Linked DNA regions of Mus musculus: region 2 is linked to region 1. The links are chromatin contacts, called in public promoter capture Hi-C maps. All regions are on one chromosome and are shown on one strand. The core of a region is the stretch at or near the end of the contact, and the rest is flanking DNA. Distances in the headings are between cores, read along the strand shown.

The links. Promoter capture Hi-C pulls out the DNA fragments that hold promoters and counts their contacts.
Region 2: a contact with region 1 is called in a promoter capture Hi-C map of liver. The contact joins the promoter of Reg4 here to the enhancer-like site in region 1. A contact is called at or near these places in 13 of 39 promoter capture datasets (the C10 cell line, HPC-7-derived erythroid cells, cranial neural crest and 8 more), 1 of 15 datasets of contacts at CTCF or cohesin (the NIH/3T3 cell line), 1 of 484 Hi-C or Micro-C datasets (cortical neurons), 1 of 115 datasets of contacts at active chromatin or transcription factors (embryonic stem cells) and 4 of 9 other capture datasets (adipose tissue, embryonic stem cells, liver and 1 more).

The regions. Positions count from the first base shown.
Region 1 is chr3:97,961,378-97,969,296 of GRCm38.p6, reverse strand. Gm5544 (predicted gene 5544) reads right to left here. Exons shown (of 2, transcript NM_001033779.2): 2 at 2,279-2,991. The coding sequence starts at 2,882. The coding sequence ends at 2,511. Among named protein-coding and RNA genes, the nearest start is that of Gm5544, 35 kb to the right of the region's middle. Within about 2 kb of position 4,131, at least 71 of the 459 cell types and tissues checked have an H3K27ac peak or open chromatin away from gene starts, as enhancers often do. A contact at or near this core is called in adipose tissue and liver, where this site is marked.
Region 2 is chr3:98,217,641-98,225,559 of GRCm38.p6, reverse strand. Reg4 (regenerating islet-derived family, member 4) reads right to left here and starts at 3,404. Exons shown (of 6, transcript NM_026328.2): 1 at 3,358-3,404; 2 at 720-903. The coding sequence starts at 786.

The DNA.
Region 1 (7,919 bases), core at 2,882-5,381:
AACAAGAGGACTACTGCATATCCCCTGCAGGTCCCTCCAAGATAAAAGAAAACTTTAGAGGTGCCTTGCACTCAGTGTGTGCTACGTTGCTAGTTGATGCTAGTTCATAGATGACAGAGCAGATATTCAGAGCAGATACTCAGAGCAGATCCCCATCTAGTTCCTGGCCACACTGGGGAACTGTCAGGCACCAAGTCTGGCCTAGACTCTTATTCCCACAGAGAGCCAAGCTCACCCTGGAGTAACATTCAGGCCTCTAATGATTTCTTTTGTAAATCCTCTTTAATTTCTCTGCATCTCTCTGCCAAATGTGTATCTCTGTAAGTTCAGAATTCCAACAAAAAGATTTCTGTTGAACCTTCTGGAAAAGCAGATACGGGATGACCCTAGGAGACCCAGATGGGGGAGGGCATGCTTCATCACACCCACTTCATTTGTGGATAGGAGGATTATTTACTTTGTGGGTTGATGTGATATGATCATAATCCCATATTGGCACCACTCTGCCACTTCCCTACCACGGTAGGTGTGTGCTCAGGCTGTGTAAACTCTGGAAAGTTGGGCAAATACCTTGTGTGAGCCTAGGAGGCATCTGCTTTTTATGCCTCTGTCTTATTTCATCCCCTCCAGCATCAGGGAACCACCAATTAACACAGTTTTAACTGTCTTCACTACAGCTCTCATTCTGAAACCGGTGGAAACACAGATAAACTAGAAGTCAGGGAAGCAGGGCTTTGATCTGGGAGAGACAGTGGCTGACCATGGGTCCCCAGGCTTCCAGGCTCTGCCCTTATCTCTAAATGAAAAGAGGAATGGCAGGTTTATGGAGTACCTATCCTGCTAAGTGCCTTCAATCATATCACTTTGTTTAATACTAAGAACCCTGCTAGGTAGGAATGCTTATCTGTGTTGTACAAATGGGAAGATAGATAATCATGCCTGCTGTGTTTGCCCAGACTTCAACAGCATTAAACAGGAACTTGAGATGGAATTTGAGTCAAGGACCTTCTAAGTCCAAGTTTTAAGTGCGAACTAGTCATCCATTCTCTCTGCGGTGCCTTGGGTTCTGTGTGTAGGTTGAAGTCCCTAGAAGACTCATCTCAGCCCTTACTCACTAATTGTATCAGTTGTAGACCTTGAAAATATAAAGAAGGATCTTCTTCTCCTCCTCCTCCTCCTCTTCTTCTCCTTCTCCTTCTTCTTCTTCCCATCGATTAAAATAAAATACTTACATCTGACATGTTTTTCCAACTAAAAAGAAAAAAATTCTGGGACAGTCTTTTGTATCCTTGCCCAAGAGTTTAATATTCCATCAGTTTTCATTTATTTAACAGTGTTAATTGGTAGCTCACAAGGATATGGTGGTACTTTGAATAAAACTGGCTGCCATAGGCTCATAGATTTGAATGCTTAGTCATCAGGGAGTGACTCTCTTTGAGAAGTTTAGAAGGGTTAGGAGGTGTGGCCTTGTAGTACACGTGGCCTTGTAGGGGAATATGTCACTAGGGCGAGGCTTTGAGGTTTCAGAAGCTCACACCAGGCCTAGCCTCTCTCTCTGTCTCTGTCTGTCTGTCTCTACTCTCTCTCTCTCTCTGTCTCTGCTCTCTCTCTCTCTCTCTCTCTCTCTCTCTCTCTCTCTCTCTCTCTCTGCCTACAGATCAGGATGTAACTCTCAGCTACTGCTCTAGCCCCATGTCCATCCTCATGATGATGATAATGGACTAAGCCTCTGAAACTGTAAGCAAGCCCTGAATCAAAAGCTTTCTTTTATGAGTTGCCTTGGTCATGGTGCCTCTTCACAGCAATAGAACAGTGACTAAGATAGATATACTTTATAGATTCTAATCCACACAGGATCAGAGCATAGAAGCAACACAGGCCCCAGGGGTTACAAGCTACTGACTTGGCAATGAAACATTGCCTTTCTTCCCCTGATTCACATAACCATGTACGGCAGGGGTGGAAGTCAAGAGTGTCTGTGGGGCTAGAGATGGTTCATTGATCAAGAGTGTCTACTGATCTTGCAGAAGTCCCAGGATCAGTTTCTAGCACCCACATCAGGGAGGTCACAACTGCCTATAACTCTAGCTACAGGAGGATCTGATGTGCTCTTCTGAACTCCAAGCATACCTGCAGTCACGCATGCATATACATATACACATGTGCACACAATTAAAAATAAATAAGTATATTTTTAAAGAGTACACTTGGAAAGGGCTTATTTACCAAACCAGGGTCTCCTGAAATGGTCAGTGGGAATGAAAATCAGGCTCAGGTTGAAGGGGTCTCCGAAAACCTAAGGTTGAGACAAGTTTATTGCAAGCAATCAGACTTTTTATACCCTTATCAGATACAGAATATAATGGCAGCTACAAAGAAGAATAGAATTATAACTGCCAGGATACAATGATTGCACACAAGATTAATGTCTAAGACTAATTGTCCAGCCTTCTTATATGCTTCACTGATTTCTTTGGGATACAGAGAATACAGTTGGCATGAATGTTTCACTACCCGAGGGAGTGACTCAGTTTCTCAGGAATTGAAAGGCACATAGTGCCCCAGAAGCCACAGACCCTAACCTGAAAACTCCACGACCCACACCTCTCAAGACAGCTAGACCAGGCCAATTCCATGATTCCCTGTACTTCTTTCTGCTGTTTGGAATCAATTTCCTGTTGTATCTTTAGGAAATGTGATCCCCAACTTTCAGAAGCTCTGAAAGGTCTGTCCATCATTCCCCAACAGGCCTGAAGCTTAACTATCGAGTTTCTCATGGGCCCACTTTGGGTTTTCCTCTCCCATATTCTTATGTAGAGCCATTTCCTCAGTAGGAGACCCAAGATGAATTCCAGCACGTTGGCTCCTGGACTTGGTACCATAGCCTTCTGCCACCTTGAAGGGTTGGAGGAGGCAGTAATTCATCTCTGGATCAGGATTCCTCTTCCTCATTCCTCATGTGTCTCCCTGAGGTCTTGGCTGTGAGCTATCCTATTAAAGAGAGAGAAAAAAATCAGACTTTTTAAGCCTTAGTGGTGACAGGGCATCCTGATACATCAGAGGCTCATGGGTGAAAGGGCAGAGGACTCACGGATGCTTCAGAGACTTCTGCTGTGGCATCAACCTGACTCAGAGGAGCTGAGACAGGAATAGATGAACAAAATGACTTTGATGCCTAGTGACTAAAGCTTAGTTTAAAGTCTAGAGGGACCAGTGTTCTGCACAGATGAGTAAGATAGGAAAGATTCTTCTGTCGTTGTTCTTCTTCTCTCATGTAATACATCCCAAGAGCAGAAGCCTCCCCTCTCCCCCTCCTCTCAAAACCCCCCTCCCCACACCTTCTCTCTACCTCAGATCTACTGCTTCTTCATGTCCCCTCAGAAAAGAGCAGGCCTCCATTATGGTACTTAGTGAACATGCATGAGGTCCAAGGTTCAACTCCCCAAGATTTAGAAAAAAAAAAGTTGTTTTTTTTTTTTTTTTAAAGCAGAGCTTTATTCTTATTGGATAATAATAACAAACGCATACCCAGCATTCTCCTCCTCTCTTTTGGTTTATTACTTTATTCAGCCTTCACAAGCCCATGAGGTATATCTTAGTATTGGCCTCGTATAGTAGAGTAGGAACCTGACATTCACAACTATCACTTCTGCAAGGGCACACAGCATCTAAGTGGCAAAGAGTAAGAATTTGGAGTAAGCTCCATTCTCTACTAACATTTACTTCCCTAAATATGTGCCAGGCTAGGGCTTTAGTCTGACCCTTGGATTTCTGAAGCACCTTAGGCAAAGAAAGACTAAAAAACAAAAAGTCCTGTTACACCCTTCGATTGTCAATATTAAGATTATTTACTTTTGAACTAATGAGGCACGGTCTTTAATCCTGTATTTTCATACACACTTTTCTCATAAAATTCATACCTACACGTCCATATTGTGGTATTCATGTGCTCGGGTATAATATGTCACCACCCACCGGGTCACCAGGTCCTGCTTCCTTCTTACTTCTTGTGACTAACATGGTTGCCATGAGTTTTTCCTGAAAGGAAATGAGCAGCCCATGTGTTGCCCAGATGGTGAAAGTCATGTAGAGGTCAATGACTTGAGCAAGGTCATAGACCAAGTTAACCACATTTGGCTCCAATCGGGATCAATAACGGCTGTGTGTCCTGTCTCATCCTTTGCTGGTCTGTCTATCCCGGTCCTGGGCCACATTCCAAACGGGGTCATCCGGTGTACACCGCCTGGCTGAAAACTCCCCCTGTGGTTTCGCTCACATCTGGTGTTTTTCACTTCTCTTTCTGACACGTGCTTTGATCCGATTGCTGCTACAGCAGAAAGATGTCCAAAGGCTGCGTGGAACACAGCTAATTCAGTGAGAGGTGAACAGTATGCCCGCCTCCCGAGGACAGAACTTCTAAAAATAAATGGTAACACAGTTGCAGTGCTCCATCCTTGAAGCATGCTAGAAGCCCCCAAACTTAGTACCTCTACCAGCTCATGACTGCCTACCATGTCTGAAGTCTTCCTCCCTCCCTTTTGTGAATGGCGAGGGTGAGGAGTGGCTTTGTGCCTTCCCTAAGGGTTCGTGGATCAGATCTCAACATCAGCTCACACACAAGCAGAATGATTCACAAGTTCACATCCACATCACCTTATCAACAACAGGCTTCTCCACTCTGTTCCTTTCAGCAGTTGTTATTACTAATTTTGTCCTGACCCCATTGTAACAAGTCTCTTCCTAAATTACAAGAGAATGTTTTATTACATTAATTTTCTAAGGGAGCTATTCAGGTATAGTAGTGCAACGCTTGTGATCTCACATCTGTAAACTCATGAAGCCCAGGCAGGAAGAGTATGAGTTTGAAGCCAACCCTGGGCTACATAGTAAGACCTCCTTTTTAAAAAACAAAACCAAAACAAGCAAAATCCCTCAAAATTATTTAAATAAAAAACATTAAGAACATGAAGAGCCGGGCAGTGGTGGCACACACCTTTAATCCCAGCACTCGGGAGGCAAAAGGCAGGCGGATTTCTGAGTTCGAGGCCAGCCTGGTCTACAAAGTGAGTTCCAGGACAGCCAGGATTATACAAAGAAACCCTGTCTTGAAACCCCCCCCCCCAAAAAAAAGAGCATGAAGAATAAAAAAAAAAAAAAGGGAGGGGGTGGAGAGAAGGCTCAGCTGTTAAGAGCACTGACTGCTCTTCCAGAGGTCCTGAGTTCAAATCCCAGCAACCTCATGGTGGCTCACAACCATCTGTAATAGGATCTGATGCCCTCTTCTGGTGTGTCTGAAGAGAACCACAGTGTGTGCACATAAAATAAATAAATAAATCTTAGACAAAAAAACAAAACCCCACAATTCTTTCATCTTACCAGCTCATTATTTTATTTCCTCTAATCTCATTTTCCTTACAGGTTCATAAATTTTTGTTCATTTACTGACTTTTACACAATGAGAACGATAATCTGCACACAGGTTTTTGTGCCCTGTTCTTTTGCTTACTTAACGTTATAAATGCTTCCTGTTGCTGCGGCTTGCATTTGGCTCCAGTCTCTCCCAAGCTCCGTGTGTTGAAATTAAACCCCGTTGTGATGTATTAAGGCTGAAGAAACTTAATCCCACTATGGACTTTAGAGGTGGGACTTTTGGGGAGGATTAAAATTAGACAGATAGAGCCGCCAGGGCTGACTCTTGGTGACTTTATGAAAGGAAGAGAAGGGGCTGGAGAGATGGCTCAGTCATTAAACTGCACATTGCCCTTACAGAGGACAGGCGTTAGGTTCCCTGGCTCACAACTGCCTGATGCCTCTGTGGGTGCCTGCACTCATGCACCCCCATCTGTATAGTTAAAAATAATCTTTAAAAATATTTTGTAATAAAAAAAAAGAGGGCCGGACGGTGGTGGCACATGCCTTTAATCCCAGCACTTGGGAGGCAGAGGCAGTCAGATATCTGGGTTCGAGGCCAACCTGGTCTACAAAGTGAGTTCCAGGACAGCCAGGGCTGTACAGAGAAACCCTGTCTCGAAAAAAACCAAATAAATCAATCAATAAATAAAAAAATAAAATAAAATAAAATAAAATAAAATAAAAAAGGGGAGAGCTGCCAGACACAAACACATGTACTCTTGTTTCTTCCCAAGTGATGACCTGTATTAACCTGGGCCTCTGGCATCACCAGGTGGACCCTCAGACTTGAGCCTCTGCAACCATATGCCAGAGCTTCTTTGTAAGAGAGCTCCTCTCTTTGTAAGAGACCAGTCTTTGCTATTGGCTGACTAGTGATATACCCAAAGCTCCCACGTTATCTTGAGGAAGGAAGGAGACACTGAATGGGAGAAAGACATTGGGGACTTCCATAAAGCATTGGGTCTGTGAATGAGTCTTGTGGGGACTTAACTTTTCCTTAGAGTGAAGCTAGAGAGAAATAGGGCTGTGTAGAGGGGGTGGGGCAAAACAACCCACAAATAAGCAGGAGGGTCCAGACGGTTTTTCTCCTGATGAGATGAACTAGAGGCTAGGCTACACATTTTGGTAACATCTTCCTCAACAGACCTCAGAGAAGAGCGGCTCACCACGGCTCACCGTAGACACAACCCCCACCCTTGGGAAAGAGCAATTTCCCTCGGCTGTGGAAAAGGATAGTAAGTTATGGGGTTTACTGCACTTCCCAGAGCTTCTCCAGAGTGAAATGAGGAAGGGGCTGCTTGCATTCCTGGCTAGAATTCCTACTTTATCTTGGCCCCTCTTTCCTTCTCAGCTGCCCCACCCCAACCCCACTTCGCAGATGTGTTACACTGTCCTTATCCAGACAACCTTCCTCTGCTTAAACTGGCAACAGAGTTTCTTACTTTCCTTTGTTGACTTTCCAAAGCCAACACACCACACCAGCTCTCCTCCTGGGCTGTGTCTGCACAACCAGCTTAACATACTGCCAGCCCCGGACAGCATCCGCACACTGGCCTGCAGCCCCTGGAAAGCTGAAAGATGGAGAGAGGATGCAGGCGACTGTATCCAGCAGTGCTTCCTTGGAGTTGTTCTGCCCCCACCCCCCCCCCACCCCCCCACGGGGAAACCAGCTGACCTACTAGACTCGCCAGGCGCTTTCATCTTTGCAGCTGTTCTTCAGTGACAGGTGAGGATTGCTGTTAGTGAAATAATATGCTCATATGGGTGTAATAGGATGGGATAAACCAAACATGCCAAGCAAAGAACAAGGTAAAACTGCATATTATCCACCTTCTCAAAAGGCTAGCTGCAAAAACCAGGAATGGCAGCTCTGGCCTGTAATCCTATCACTTGAGAGATGGAGGTAGAATGGTCAATTCAAGTTTGAGGCCAGCTAGGGTTGTATGGTGTGTTCCAGGTTAGCTTGGACGACTGTGTGAGACCTAATCTCAATAATGAATTAATGAACGAATTTAAAAAACAACAACTCATTATTAATCTTTTCTTTGGCTTTCGTTTGAGGTAGTTTGGGAGGTTGTTTATCTTTCTGCTGGGGTGGGAACAGACCATCTTGTGCATGCTGGGCAAGCACTGAGTTGTATCTTTAGCTCCAATTGAATTCCTCTGTCATCCTCTCTCTTGCCGCGCTCCATAAGGTGAGGTTCCTTTCCTTTGCCATTTGGGATCATATTCTTGCCTTTAGTTCCCTATGCAGTCTCAGGGAGGCATCACAGCTGAGGAGGAGAGACAACACACAGGCTCTGAGATCAAGCTGCTGCAACTCTCTTTGGGGGTCTGTGGGGTTCCTGGCTTCTGCTGTGTGGCCTTGTTCTCTGCCTCTGTCACCACGGTGCTCTCCCTACTCACAAGTCCTCGTCTCCATGGCACAGTCTCATTATAAGACAATATTAATAACGGGCAGGGATCTCCTTCACTCTGCTCTCACCTTAACTGCAGTAACCATAGCT
Region 2 (7,919 bases), core at 2,155-4,654, 260 kb before region 1:
ACTTCTAGGCCTCAGCAGATCTTTTTAGTGGCCTCTTCCCTCGACAGAACTAATGCTCAAACAAGCAACTCTTGTTTCTCAGAGGTCCTGCCTCCTCCAACTCCCAGTGAGGTTGTGGGGTACTGTGGGAGATGACCAAGCTAGGAGCTGGGCATCAGTGTGACTTTTGTCATTCTCAGATTCAACGGAGCATTTATATCAGAGGACCCCACATTGCATCTCTTTCCATCCCGGATAGTCCGTGGTGGTTCTCCTCAACACACTCAAACCTTCTTCATCCTCCTTTCTCTGCTGCAGATTCCACAGTGTCCCTGGCACGCTCCCTGTCCTTGTGCTATGAGTGTACAATAGTCATCTCTCTAACTAGCTTTGCAGGTCCCTGGTAAACAGGACTTTGTAATATGCTCAAACACGAGAACAGTGCATAAATGGTTGGACATTGTGATTATAGCTATGAGCTACAGACAGCCTGAGGCCTGTTGGCTTCTTGAAACAGGCTCTCTATCGCTCACAACAAACTCAAAATCTTTATTCTGCAACCCTTGACTTAAGGGTGGCTTCCAACCGTCTCAGACTGGCTCTTCTCTGACGGCCACCTGATTTTGCATTCTCATCTTGATATGCTTTCCTGGAATGCCTGGGCAGGTGAGTGGATGGCATACTATGTGCACTGTGTACTTACTACCTGTGGCTGCCTTCCAATAACTGACTGAACTTACCGCTCAGGACTTCGGGGCCAGCTACCCAGCTCAGCAGTAAGAGTAGCCGCACGCCTTTGGAAGCCATCTTCCTCTTTCGATGGAGATGATACTTCAATGCTTTGATTTCAAGGCCCTCAGAGCCCGTTCCAGTTTTTTTCTTTTCTTTTCTTCTCTTTTTTCTGGATTCTCCTAGACCTGCAATCTGGAGCAGTGAGAAAGATGCTGGGATTTAGCTACCACGTCAAAATACTGTCAGGTAGATTAGCATTTTACAATGAAGATAATCTCAAGTTTAATGTAGGGATTGCAGACATTGTGGAATTTTATTTTTCCCTGCAAGCCCTCTGGACCAATGCCAGAGTCCTAAGGACAGGGGCAGAAGTGTTGAGCAGTTCCTGAACTACCCAGAGTTCCCGAGTTGTCTCCAGGACAGTCAGCAGAGGGCGACCTGGGCACGTTTTCTCACAGGGGATACTAGGCCTCCTCAAGTCCAGTAAATGAAAGAAAGGGATTCCAACACTGGGATTTTTTTTTTTTTTTTTTAATGTTGAAGGTAAACAGATGGCTCCAATACAGTTACAGATAAGAAAGCATTGGGTTTAGAGGGACTGGGAGTCATTAGCTCATGTCACCAGCTCTGACTCTTAAACCTTGGTTACATCACTTAAAACAAAGAAAAGGAAAAAAAAAAAGAATCTTTGCTGGTCTCCTCTTTCATTATCAAAAAACTTATAAGTCATTAAAACATCAACACAGACCAGGAGATAAGAAGTGATTCATCTCCCAGAGACAAGCAGTTTGGGCAAGAGCCTGCAGAGCCTAGAGTCACCCTGCCTGGTACCAAGCCGGCTACAAAGAACGTTCTTGCAGCCAGGCTCTTTGCCTGCTTTCTCTTCTGTTTGGTGTGAACCCACGTGTTCTGCTGCGTTTGCAGAGGAAGGCCGCTGTCTCCTGGCAGGCTTGCCTGCTCACTCCTTCGTGGGAACTCAAGACTGCTGCCCTCCTACTCCATGATGCTAAAGTTTGTCAGAAAGTGCTTTTTACTCAGTTTGGTATTTAAAAAGACATTTTTGCCCCTATTTAAAAGCTACCAACAAAATGGAGCATAAGTGATATAATTTTTATCTACTTGTAAATTATATAAATAAAAATGATACACTTTTTAACATTTCGTTTGTGATTTATCAGTTCATAGCTTCGTACATTTTTCTACATGTTGGATTTTTTCTTTTTGATGATTTGTGAGACTGCTTTTTGTATATTTATACCTCCTAGTGAAGTTACTAACAGTGTATCTCAGTTCATATTTTCTCTCATTTATGATTTTTTTTCCACTCTGAAGGGGGACAAACAACAGCTGTAGGGGTTCAACATGACACCCAAAAGCTCCACTTCTGTTTGCTTCCTCGAAGTAGTCCCTGCCCCTTTGCCAAGTGCTGAGCTCTGGGCCTCGCTGGATCTCTTCACAGAAGTCATGTTCAGGTTTTTAAAATGCCTTTGTCCTATGCATGCTCTCCTTTATAATCTTTGGAATTTCTATGAGAAACATTAACCACCACTGTGGTATTAGGTTAGTGTAGTCACCCACACACCCTTCCATTCTTAATTATGCTTTCCTACAATTCTAAGCAATAGTTGTTTTCAAAAAACAAAACAAACAAAAAATCTCCAAAAAACAAAACTATGATAAATGAAGAATTCATTGAGTTCTTATTTAACAATGCTTTATGATAAAAGAATAATAATAAAATATCAAATAATTGATGGCTTAGGAGGGCCGATGTAACTAAAATGGAGACTTCTGGAAACTCTAATCTGCAGCCCTGTGAGCACTTTGGTCTGACATTCACAGAGGGGGCACCCCTTCTTTTTCTTTGCTTTTTTATTGTTTTTTAAATTATCATATGAACCTTGACTTATTTATTTATTTATTTTTGCTGAGGAGTTCTTTCAAATGTACCCTGGGATTTCAAAGTCCTTTGAAATGCCAATGGCGCGGCTCAACTATAGGCCTGACTGACTGGAGGAAGGAGGTCCGCATTTCTTCCCTTACTCTGAATGAGTCTTAAACATCTGGTGAGGCCCTAACATCTCGTTTGACCTCCACAATCAGACTGCACTGACAAGTGTCAGTAACAGAACCGCTTTAGGGTCAAACAAACTGACATCCATTGAGAGAGATTCTTCTGTGACGGTCCCTAAGTTTCACAGCGACCAGTTTCACACCACCACGGAACCCACTACTGCTGGACGCCAAAGCCAACTAACTCTCTTTCAACAGAGCAGCAAGAAAACACAGAACCCAGGGCTAAGCAAAGGGCTCAGAAGGTAAAGGGGCTTGCTGTGCAAGCCGGATGACTTACCTGAGTTCCATCCCTGGGACCCACGTGAAGATGAGCTCACAGTGCTCACAGTGCACTGACTCCACAAAGCTCGCCACGCACGCACGCACGCATGCACGCAAGGGTGCATCCCCGCACATCCATTAATAATGATGATTTTGTAAAAATTAACAATTTAAATCAAACATTACTGTAACAAACTCCCCAGCAGGAGCGATGACGCTGTGATTTGTCGTTTCTGACCCACTGGGTAGCTAGCAGAGAATAACAGGCGTTCACAGAAAGCCCCCTGTCCCTGCTACGGCGAAGATTACCTGATTGGAAGCAACACTCCGAGAACCCTGCCTTCTTCAGCTTGAGTGGGCCTACGTTAGAGTCCTGCAGCTCTTATACCTTCTTGTCTCAAGATGTAATCTGTTGAAGTCATGAAGCAATAGTGTTTACCAATAATTAACCTTATCTATAGTTAAAAAAAAAAAAAGCTGTTCAGGTGATAACTTTAAAATGGACACACATTGAGCTTTGTTAAAGCAAGAGCAGGACCCCTCCCTGTGAGCAAACAAAATCTTCTTTCATGTCCACGTTATTAAAATCCACAGTATCCTGTAGTCGGCAAACTGCCGTTTGCTGTCCATCTCTTCCCTTAATGGAGCCTGGTTCTGCTCTTCCTCTCGTTTTTATCTCTTCGTGTTGTAGATGACCTAACGTCCTTCCCTCTCTGGAACGACGTTAGATTTCTATCCTTGCAGAAAAGACTTGACTTTGGGTCACACCTGATGACCAAACAGGACTCTTGTCCCCAAAGTGCTCATTCCCACCTCCCAGCCTGCACCAAGGTCCTTGGAACCCTTCCGGTTGTCTTTATCCTATGGAACTGAAGGTACAGAAGTCATGTTTTAACACAGGCAAATGTGTCCAAGTAGCTTACACTGATAGAATAGTTAACAGCAAATTCTTTCTTAGACCATCAAACAAGATGCTAACCAAAGCCCTGTGGGCAACCTAGGGCAGGCTTCTCCCATGCACAGTTAAGAAGCCCACCGACTAGACCAGGAACACCTGGCTGCTCTTCCAGAGACCTGGATCAGTGCTTAGCACCCACACCAGGTAGCTCACAACCATCTGTAACTCTAGCTCCAGAGGATCTGACACCTCTGGTTCCCACAAGTCATCTGTGCTCAACTGCACCCACACATAGACACACATACCTACACATAATAAAAACCTCGGGGAAAAAGCCTTAACAAAAGAAAATAAAAGAAATCCAATTCCAAGACAGCAGTGACCTGCCTGGTTCTCAAGGCTTGTCAGTGGTATTCAGAGAACCCTGGCCTCAGTCTAATCTAGGTTTGCTTGCTGAATTCACAACCATTTGAAAAAAACGAGCTATTTAGAAAGGACATCAAGGTTTGCTTGTCTGTGCAGAGGGTAAGGGATTGATTTGTGTTCTGGGCGTCGGACGTTGCTCATCGTACATTATAGAAATGGCTCTGTAAGGTCCCTTGTGCCTGAAGGCGGCCATGCAGATGCTTGGGTCTTACTCCGGAGAAGTGCTGTGCCTAGTGTGGTTAACAAGGGAAGTTATGGCTCCCTGCTCCAAGCCTAGTGTTGTTTTCTAGATGCTACTCTGCCTCTGTCATTGGATCTTTCCCACCTTTGTGTAAATTTATGCTAGGGCCTGAGAAACCAATGTCTTCCCAGCTTACCTCCCCCAACACCACATACCCGAGAGAGAGAGAGAGAGAGAGAGAGAGAGAGAGAGAGAGAGAGAGGCAGGTGGTCTGGCTCCTGGCAGTGGCTGGTTGAGGTTTGAGTTCTGTTCCTCTCTCACTATAAAGCACGGGGAATGTGTTGAACCCCTTGGAGTCACAGGCCCCTAATCTGTATATGAAGGAGGGCATTGCTAGGTGATCTTACCTAGTTTAATACACAACACCTTTTCCCTTTTAGAACTGGATGGGAAAGTCACTGCCACACTGTACAAGAAAGAACACAGATTCCAACTCGGAGCCTTCCATGGTCCAAAGACCTGATGCAGAAGGAACACAGAAAAGTTTCTGCAAAATATTGTGAGCACGTAGATCTTCTCCATGCCAGACTACCTTGACCCTGCTCTGACCTCTGTGCCATTGTTCCAAGACTTCAGACAACAAGAGGATTGTCAGAGCACAGGAGACTATGAGAGGTCTCTCAGCAGAACCTCCATTGCTCTGCACCAAACAAAAGCCCGATAGAAGCCACACACAACACTGAGACATAAAAATAAAAGGGAATTCACCTGATGTAGAGTCTGGCACACATGCGGAATCTCAGAACTCAGAGGCTGACAGAAAACTGTGAATGTGCAGACAGGCTCCATAGTAAGTCCATAGTAGGTCAGCCTCTGCTACAAAGTGAGCTCTAGACCAGCCTGGGCTACATGAAGCTCTGCTTCAAAACCAGAGAATATAAATAAGGGGTCAGAAAGATGCCTGGATTTAAAGCTTCATTGACTATCAAGAAACAGTGATATAAAAGAAACTGTGCTGATAGATGCACCATACCTGAAACTCAGAAAGTAGGCAACCCAAAATGTGCAAATCAGTCACAATTACCTACCAAGAATCAAGGGTCAGAGTGGAGCACTGGAGAGATGCCTTGGCTATTAAAGGCACTGACTGCTCTTGTGAAAGACCTGGGTTCAGCTCCCAGCACTCACAGAGAGGGTCACAACTGCCTGTAACTTCAGGGTCAGGAGATCTGACACCTTCTGCTGGTCTCTGTACACTTCACACATGTGGTACATAGACACACGTGTAGACAAAACACCCATTCACATATAGTAAACTAATAAAATCTAATATTGAGAGAGGGAGAAATAGTCTTTCCCTGGATTAGGATCCTAATTGGTTATCTGATACCAAATGGTGAGCCATGATTGTCCATTACTTGTATGTAACAAACAAGTAACACTAGATAGACTGATTGGGTAGTACACACACACACACACACACACACACACACACACACACTAGCAACCCTGACTTTAAAAAAAAGATGCCATGATTTCAAGAGAGCATAAGGGAAGGTGTATGACGGCGAATGGAGGATGGAAGCAGTGGGGAAATGATGTAATTCTATTGTGGTGGTTTGTATATGCTTGGCCTATGGGAAGTGGCACCATAAAGAGGTGTGGCCTTGTTGGAGGAAGTGCATCCCTGTAGGGGGAGGCTTTGAGTGCTATGCTTAAGCTCTACCCAGGCAGAAGAGACCCTCCTCCTGACTGTCTGCAGAAGACAGTCTCCTCCTGGCTACCTTTGGATCAAGATTTAGAACTCATGGCTCCTCCAGCACAAAGTAATCCTGCACAATGCAATGCTTCCCACCTTGATGATAATGGACTGAACCCCCGAAACTGTAAGCCAGCCTCCATTAAATGTCTGCCTTTATAAGAGTTGCCTTGGTCATGGTGTCTCTTCACAGCAACAAAACCCTAAGACATCTATTTTAACTAAAGTAATAATAATAATAATAATAATGATGATGATGATGATGAAAATAAGAGAAGAAAATAAGTAACAAAAAATAAAAGAATATAAGAGTTAACAGCACCAAGATGGAGAAATAAAGGAAGACAGTGTTGGAAAGCAACCTTTAAAGTGTAAAGGGAATTGGCTGTCCATGTAGAAGCCTAACCTTGGCCAGGCAGTCATAAGGAAAAGTACAAGATAACAGTATTTAGATTATAAGAACTTCAAAGAAAATCCATGGAATTATTGAAATTACTGTTAAAGTATGTCTTTAGCAGAAACAGCAACAAAAACAGAACAACAGCGAAACAAAAACAAATCCATAAGCAAAGACTTTGCTATGCCAAAAGAATAAGCATTGAGTGTAATTAGTAATTAGTAATTATAAAGACATTAGGAAAGATCTGCAGTCGTTTATTTTCAGTACAAACAGAACTCAGAGTGGAGTGCCAGGCAGCACCCACCATTGAAGAGAGTTCACATGAGGATGAACCCTGTCGTGGTCTAGTGTTGATTAAATTTAGACTTTATTAGAAAACAACCATTTAAAGGCTGTGACCATGGTTCAGTTGGTAAAGTGGTGGCTTCACACCATGAGCTCAGTTCACCTAAAAGGCTGGGTGTGGAACCAGCTACCTTTAATCCCAGAGGGAGGTGAGGGCAGGTGGATCTCAGGGGCTCAGTCACCAGCTAGGGCTCTCAGAAAAATCAGGTGGAGAGTCATTGAGTAAAACAGCTGACCAGGATCTCTGACCTCCACATTAGCATGTGACCCCCCACACACACACACACACATACACACACACACTCACACTAGCTCCGCACACCACATACACACAAATATTTGAGTGTATCTATTTTCAGAACTCTTGATAATGAAACTCTAATGTTACACTTCCCATGAAAATTAAGTTGATGAAACTGGAGAGGTGGCTCAGCCTTTAAGAGCACTGGCTCTAGAAACTGGAAACAGCCTAGATGTCCCTCAACTGAAGAACAGATAAATAAAATGTGATACATTTACAGAATGGAATGTCACTTAGTCATTAAAAACAATGACATCATAAATTTGCAGGCAAATGAGTGGAACTGAAAAAGATCATCCTGAGTGAGGTAACCCAGACACAGAAAGACATCCATGGTATGGACTCACTTATAAGTGATATTAGTCCTAAAGTACAGGATAGCTATGCTACAATCCACAGACACAAAGAAGCTAAGTAACCAAAGTGTGTGTGTGGGGGGGGGGTGCGTGAATCTCACACAGAAGGGGAAATAGATATGAAGGGTAGATGAAGGAAGGGAACTGGGCAGGGGTGGGGGGCTGGGAACAGGAGGCACGAGGTGGTGGAGGAGGATGAAGGAAG